Linked DNA regions of Capra hircus: region 1 is linked to region 2. The links are chromatin contacts, called in public Hi-C maps. All regions are on one chromosome and are shown on one strand. Each heading gives the region's core, a stretch centred on a gene start, on an enhancer-like site or on the middle of the called end of the contact. The rest is flanking DNA. Distances are from core to core; before and after follow the strand shown. Region 1 holds the start of VPS45 (vacuolar protein sorting-associated protein 45). Region 2 holds the start of LOC102173518 (histone H2B type 2-F).

Region 1 (3,749 bases), core at 121-2,620, 220 kb before region 2:
GAAGTAAAATTAAGCCATTAAAGATTCCTGAACATCGATATGAATAAAATGATAAAGACTCAAAACACTGACATAAGTATGTAACATTAAATGGTAATGGTGTTCAGTGTGATAGGTGTGGAGTTTCATTCAGTTAAGGAGATGTGGGTCTCAGGGCAGTTAGCAGCATTGCAAGTAGCTGAGAACCTACAAAACATCTTGAAGGAAATCTAGCTGTGAGAAGTGACTGAGATATGGAAAGTGGGAAAGTCATGGTTATAACTGAGAAGCCAGTATAATTATGATGCCACAAACAATGATAACAGAAATTTATTTTGTCTTCATAACACTTCTGGATCATAGTGTGCTGTATTTGCCTAAGCAGATGGCAGCTGTTTATGTAGTACCTTGGTAGGGCGAAGAAAACAAATCGCTTTCAGATGTTTCATGATCTCTCGATTTTGAGAATCAATGCGTTCAAAAAGGTACACTTCCTTCTGGAGAATTTCTGATTGTGTGTATACCATACTCACTATGCCAGTCTGTAAAGAAAAAAATTAACTAATTTTATGCGAGTCCAGAATAATAAAAACAAGCAGCAATACCTAAGACTTAAAAAAATTTTTTTTTCATTAATACTACTTACTGGGATAACTTAAATACTAGCATATGTAATAACATTTACTGAGCATCTAAAATAGTAAGTAATGTACCAAAATGAAATGCTCTCTCTGAACACGGACAAACCATAAATTGACAAAAATTTTCACACCACCAAAGAGTTTTTTTTTTTAAATTTCGTGACTGATAAATAATAACCTGTCATCTCAGTGTGAGCTTTAATAGCTTTACTTTAAAAACACAACGCTGAGTGGAAACAACAGGGCAATCCCAAAGTCTTCCCAGTGGTCTGTCTTATACATCATTTCTTGGCACAGGCATTTAGAAAAAGATTTCTGATTTCAATCGTTTTGGGTACAAGAAGACTCTCTGGCAGTGGTTAGAATCATTCAGAGTGAAAACCATCTAGGCAAGCTTTATAAAGCCTTTCAGTTCCATACTAAACTTACAAATCTTTAATTAAATGCTAAACCCTACACTGGAATGGGACCAGCTATTGCAAGGGAGGAGGGTTCCCCCCCAAAACACTGAGCAAAAGCAAACTCACCGTCTCTTTATCCATGAGAAGTACTTTCATGCCAGGTCCGCTGTCCTCTATCATTTTGGAAATGTATTGCTTTACAGCAAAAACCACGTTCATGGTGGCGAACTGACAGGTTAGCCCTATAGCTCTTCCCACCCTCTGTTTTTCTTTCTAAATCAACCCCCGTTCTTTTGGCCGGGTCTCAGCAACTTCCTCCCCGGCCAGCTCTGGCTTCCGGAAGTCCGGGCAGCAGTGGTCTCGGGAGTTGTAGTTCCGCTACGCGGTCCGGGGAACCCAGCCTCCCGACTGGATGGACGAATTCAGCAGAGACACCCCGCCAATCCCGGACGTGATTCTGATCCACCTCCAGCCTCGATGCTCAGACCCCTCCCCGTCCTTAGCCTCGAGGCGTGGCCGCGGCTTGCCACCCCTCCTGCCGGCCTGGGGAGAAGGTGGCGCCTCGCTGTGTGGAGGAACTTGGTATACGGCTGGCTCGGATGCACGCACGGCAGAGCTTCGACGTGGTAGCTTTTTGCCATTAACGCTTTCTTGGGTGGTAGTGAAGGATGAAGGGAAGGGAGGAGGCCTTATGTTCCCCGCAGATTCACGGCACTTGGAGGGACAGCGTTTGGTAATATCTGCTAAACAGTGCCCTAGATTCGTCTTCCTCGGCTTCTTTGGGTCATTAACAAGGCGAGGACACTGCCCTGCAAAGTGAGGCCCGAAATGGTTTTCCGAAGACTGAGGGGCATCGGAACAACAAACACGTTTGTTGAACAAACGAACAAAAGGAACAGGATATTCTGGGAGAGGTCTCAGATCCCCTAGGAGAGCCTGGAGCTGTGGTCTGCCGCTGGATCTCGCAGGCTGTGCGTCCAACTGAGACAGAAACCTCCCAGTTTTGGGGGCCCTGGGTTTTTAGATTACGTGGGCTTCAACTCGCCCGGGACACCGGGGACCTGTGATGCTGAAACTGCGGGCAGGAGCAGTGAACAGGGTCAAAAATGGGTAGGGATCATATACTTGGTTGGGCTAATGCAGAGAAGCGCTGGGATTTTAAGGAAAAACTCAAAAATTTTATTTAAGAAATGACAAAAACTAAACAACAGAATGAATCTTAAAGCCATCAGCTTCCAAATGTCTGCCTTTGTATTTATACCCTACGCGTCTTCTCTCCATCATGCCGTTTTTCAAAAAGGAGGGTAAATAGTTTTCTGCACCTTTGCGTTGGGGAATTGTAAAATCAGGAACATAACAAGAAACAACTGCAAGAAATCAGTGACTGTAATTGCTTGTAAATATTTCTACCAAAAAAGTAACCAGTGTTTATTGGGCTCACAGTTTAATCAATACATTCAACATCACCAAATCATTCTTTCATTCTATTGTGTAAAGTGTAGAGTTAAAACTACACCGGGAGCACGCTAACATGAATCTGGCTATTAAGTTTATTTTATTAAGCTTTGTGTACAATTTTCAAATCCTTTACAGGAGATCAGAAACCGCTTGAAATACCATAGGTTTTTGTCACCTCTAAAGTTTCCTTCCTTTTCAGTTTTTCTACCGCATAAATAAAACTTCCCTTTTGGCATTCTTTTCTATTTTTGAGGTACATTTTGCAAGAAAAGTTATATTAAAGTGAAAATACGAATCTTTAAATGGATACAAATGAGAAGAATCTTAATATCTAAAAATTCTGTTTTTTAAAATTTATTTGAATTTTTAAATACAATAAATATTTTATTTAAAGTATAATACAATTTAAAATATAGAAAACAGCAAACTTGTAACTGAAGAAGTAACTGCAGATCTTGTAAGTTACCAATAGTTGAAAATTCTCTCCTGTCATTGGTTTTTGTTTTTTATTATCTATAATTTGGGCTTCCTTGGTGGCTCATTGGTAAAGAATCCACATGCCAGTGCAGGAGCTGCAGGTTCAATCCTTGGTCCAGGAAGATCCCCTGGAGAAGGAAATGGCAACCCATGCCAGTATTTTGCCTGGAAAATCCCATGGACAGAGGAGCCTAGCAGACTACAGTCCACCAGATCACAAAGAGTCGGACGCTACTTAGCAACTGAACAATAGTAACCTATAATTTGAATTTCAATGTGGTATAAGATTGTTTTCCAGTTTATTCACTTTTCAGAAGAAACAAGGAGAGAAAGTCTTGTCTATGAACTTTGTGCTTTTTTTAGACAATTGTCAGTTCAGTTCAGTCGCTCAGGCGTGTCTGACTCTGCGACCCCATGAATCGCAGCACGCCAGGCCTCCCTGTCCATCACCAACTCCCGGTGTTCACTCAGACTCACATCCATTGAGTCAGTGATGCCATCCAGCCATCTCATCCTCGATCGTCCCCTTCTCCTCCTGCCCCCAACCCCTCCCAGCATCAGAGTCTTTTCCAACGAGTCAACTCTTCGCATGAGGTGGCCAAAGTACTAGAGTTTCAGCTTTAGCATCATTCCTTCCAAAGAAATCCCAGGGCTGATCTCCTTTAGAATGGACTGGTTGGATCTCCTTGCAGTCCAAGGGACTCTCAAGAGTCTTCTCCAACACCACACTTCAAAAGCATCAATTCTTTGGCGCTCAGCTTTCTTCACAGTCCAACTCTTACATCCATACATG
Region 2 (3,588 bases), core at 1,026-3,525:
TTTCTGTATAAAGAATATAAAAGATTTGAAACTGTAAGCATGAGGAAACACTTTATTGAAAACATGCTAGCAACTCAGTAATCAACGAATAATTTATGTGCTTTGATCCTTTAACGTTAAATGACTAATAAGCAACTTGACTATTTAAAACTATTCACTATTGTAAGGGAGAAATTAATATTTCATGTGTTATCTTTCCTTGCTTAAAGCACTTTATCCATAGGACCTAATTATGCATTGATGGATTGAGGAGAAAACCGCACTCGGGGGATGGGGGGAGGCAGATGGCTCTGAGTTGGTAAGCATCAGCACACAATTTTGGTGTAGTTCCGAACCGAGTAAAGGTTAAGTTTAATTTCCGGTTCCTTCAACTACATATTGTTTTGTTGAACCTCAGTCGTAATGTAACTCTCGCTTAGCTCAATGTCAGGAGCTAAATAAATTTGTTAGTTATGGGAGAGGAGTTACAATAACTAGTAAGTGGAAATGCAGGCTGAAACCTAGGGCGTGCTTCTATTTTTAAAGAACTTGCTAAAATATAAATCCCAAGCGTGCAAAAATACTTCATATTGTTCTTACGAAAGTTAACAGCAATATAAAGAAAAGGGCTTAAAAAAAATCTGTGATAAGATTACAGAAAAGGACTGGAAAATGGAGGTTGTAAGTAAAGAAACTAGCCTTACAATCTTCTGCCCAAATAGGATTGAATTCTAACCAATGAGATTACAATTTCGGAAATTGCTAGCTTTTCTGGCCCAATCAAGACTAGGCTATGTCTATAAATGAGACTGCCTAGGGGGTCGGTGAATAAAACCTGTGAGATACTATGGCGCGTACGAAGCAGACTGCCCGCAAGTCGACCGGTGGCAAGGCCCCGCGGAAGCAGCTGGCCACCAAGGCGGCTCGCAAGAGCGCGCCGGCCACGGGCGGTGTCAAGAAGCCGCATCGTTACCGGCCGGGCACCGTGGCCCTGCGGGAGATCCGGCGCTACCAGAAGTCGACCGAGCTGCTGATCCGCAAGCTGCCGTTCCAGCGGCTGGTGCGCGAGATCGCGCAGGACTTCAAGACGGACCTGCGCTTCCAGAGCTCGGCCGTGATGGCGCTGCAGGAGGCGAGCGAGGCCTACCTGGTGGGGCTGTTTGAAGACACGAACCTGTGCGCCATCCACGCCAAGCGCGTGACCATCATGCCCAAAGACATCCAGCTGGCTCGCCGCATCCGCGGGGAGCGGGCTTAAGGCGTACTTTTAAAAACAGACGATCTAAAGGCTCTTTTCAGAGCCACCCACGTTTTCTTAAAAAGCAGCTGTACCAGCTTTCACTTTAGTCGGTGAACTCTTAATGCACGAGTGTTACGGGCAAAGCGGGTAGGAGAGTTTAACACGCGTTGAGTGGTGAGGTTATGGAATTAAAGCTGACAGACACTAGAGGGAGCCCCAGAAGCAAGGTCTGGGTCGTTTTTAACTGCGCTTACAAGCTGGTTTTATTTCTTAATGCAGAGCTCCAACCTAGCCTATTTTTTTTTTTTTTTTGGAGAACCTAGCCATTTCTGAGAAAACTTTGCAAGAAGCTAAATCCTCTGCTGGTCGTTTTTAGCGCTTTCCAAGCTGCTAGTACAAAACGTTAGCACAAATCTGAATACTGAAGAAGGCCGTCATGTGATAACTGTAATCGGTTTCAGCTCAATTCTACAGTTACTAGAATTAGGCCAGATGTTAGATAAAATCCTCGGTCCCCAAGTAGTTTCTCGGTACTTCAACTGTTAAGAATGGGGACAAGAATCCCGAGATACGTAGGATCCCATCTTCCTAACTGCGTGAGACAGAAGGCGCAAACTGTAAAAAACAAAAAAAGGCGGGGGGAGGGGGTAGGCGGCTAAGGTATTGTTGCGAAAACCAGAACCAAACTTACCCAAAATAGTACAGAGGAGTAAAACGATGCAAAAATAAGAGAAAGTTAGCTTGTCTTTAGCACGCGCTTCAGATCTCTACTATATACAAGTCAATGAGAAAAAGTGAAAATCATTTAACAGAAGACCCCAAACAGGTGAAACTATATTTACTTAATTTAATGTGAAACAGAACATTTTGATTGGTTAACAAGATGTTTGTTGTAAGAACCACTAAGAAAGCGCGAGCAGGACCTCATTTACATGGACTCTGCCTCTCTATGACGACACTATTGTATCTTAACCAATAAAAATGCAGTACTCTGTTAGCCTTCATTTGCATACAGGCTCTATAAATAGCGTGTAAGTGGCCAGGTTTGAAGTAGTCGGGATCGTTTAGTCCAGGCGTGTGGTGTGTCTTCCTGCAAAAATGCCGGATCCAGCAAAATCTGCTCCTGCTCCTAAAAAAGGTTCTAAGAAAGCTGTCACGAAAGTGCAGAAGAAGGATGGCAAGAAGCGCAAGCGCAGCCGCAAGGAGAGCTATTCCGTTTACGTGTATAAGGTGCTGAAACAGGTGCACCCGGACACCGGCATCTCGTCCAAGGCCATGGGCATCATGAATTCCTTCGTCAATGACATCTTCGAGCGCATTGCCGGCGAAGCGTCGCGTCTGGCGCATTACAACAAGCGCTCAACCATTACTTCTCGAGAGATCCAGACGGCGGTGCGCCTGCTGCTTCCCGGTGAGCTGGCCAAGCACGCCGTGTCCGAGGGCACCAAGGCGGTCACCAAGTACACCAGTTCAAAGTAAGGGCGCGCAAGGGACGAGATTGAACATCTACGTTATACACAAAGGCTCTTTTCAGAGCCACTTACGTTACCAGAAAAAGCGGCTGTAAACACTTAATTAAATGCGTTGGGTGGGTCCATAATTAGGATCGCACTTACATGTGGGGCTATATCGGGACAATGGTAAAAGTTGCCCTAGCAGTTAAAATTCGAAACGTCCCATGATCCAGTGGTGCCACCTAATGGTAAATGTCTTGCTGGTAATAGGGTGTTCAAGATGGTCCCTACCTGCCTAGTCTGAGTCCTCAGTGGAGTTTAGTTACAAGGGGGAAGGGGAGCTAACCTACTAAATTCGTTTGTTCTTTTATCTAGTAAACGAGCTGGAATTTACTCTCAACGTACAGATAGCCTTGAGTTCCCCAGTCCCCGCTGTTTACTAATATCTTAGTTTTTTTTTAATCGTACACCTCTGGGTATGTGTCACAAGCTTTTACCAACATAGCCAGGTGCTTTAGTATGTTGGCCTGTCAGCAAATCCCAATTTAGCAATCCTCCCCTAACTTCTTTTTAGCCCAGTGACCTTCAACCAGATAAATTTTCGCACTACCTTCCTCCCCCAGGCCCCCAACCATGGGACATTTGGCAATATCTGGAGACATTTTTGATTGTCATCACTTGGGAGGGGGTGCTACTGGCATTTAGTGGATACATCCTACAATGTATAGGACAGTTTACAGCCCCCACAACTAAGAGTTGTCTGTTTGGTGCATAACGTTGATCCTTGTGATAAGGTTGAGAGACCCAGTGCCCAAAGACTTCTTTCTTTCAGGGATTTCCTGCCCCCCGCCCCTTTTAGGATTTAGTTCTCATTTAGGTCAAACATTTTCCCCTGTCCTGTGCTTTTGGTGAAAA

Evidence for each region. Hi-C and Micro-C count contacts between places; a contact is called where the count stands out from the background.
Region 1: a Hi-C map of blood shows a contact between it and region 2, with 2.3 times the contacts expected there. The contact joins the promoter of VPS45 here to the promoter of LOC102173518 in region 2. A contact is called at or near these places in 2 of 5 Hi-C or Micro-C datasets (both in blood).

What each region holds. Positions count from the first base shown.
Region 1 is chr3:99,605,787-99,609,535 of ARS1.2, reverse strand. VPS45 (vacuolar protein sorting-associated protein 45) reads right to left here and starts at 1,370. Exons shown (of 15, transcript XM_005677696.3): 1 at 1,148-1,370; 2 at 387-521. The coding sequence starts at 1,240.
Region 2 is chr3:99,383,383-99,386,970 of ARS1.2, reverse strand. LOC102173518 (histone H2B type 2-F) reads left to right here and starts at 2,275. Exons shown (of 2, transcript XM_005677710.3): 1 at 2,275-2,694. The coding sequence starts at 2,318. LOC102173247 reads left to right here. Exons shown (of 6, transcript XM_018046516.1): 6 at 822-1,272. The coding sequence ends at 1,237.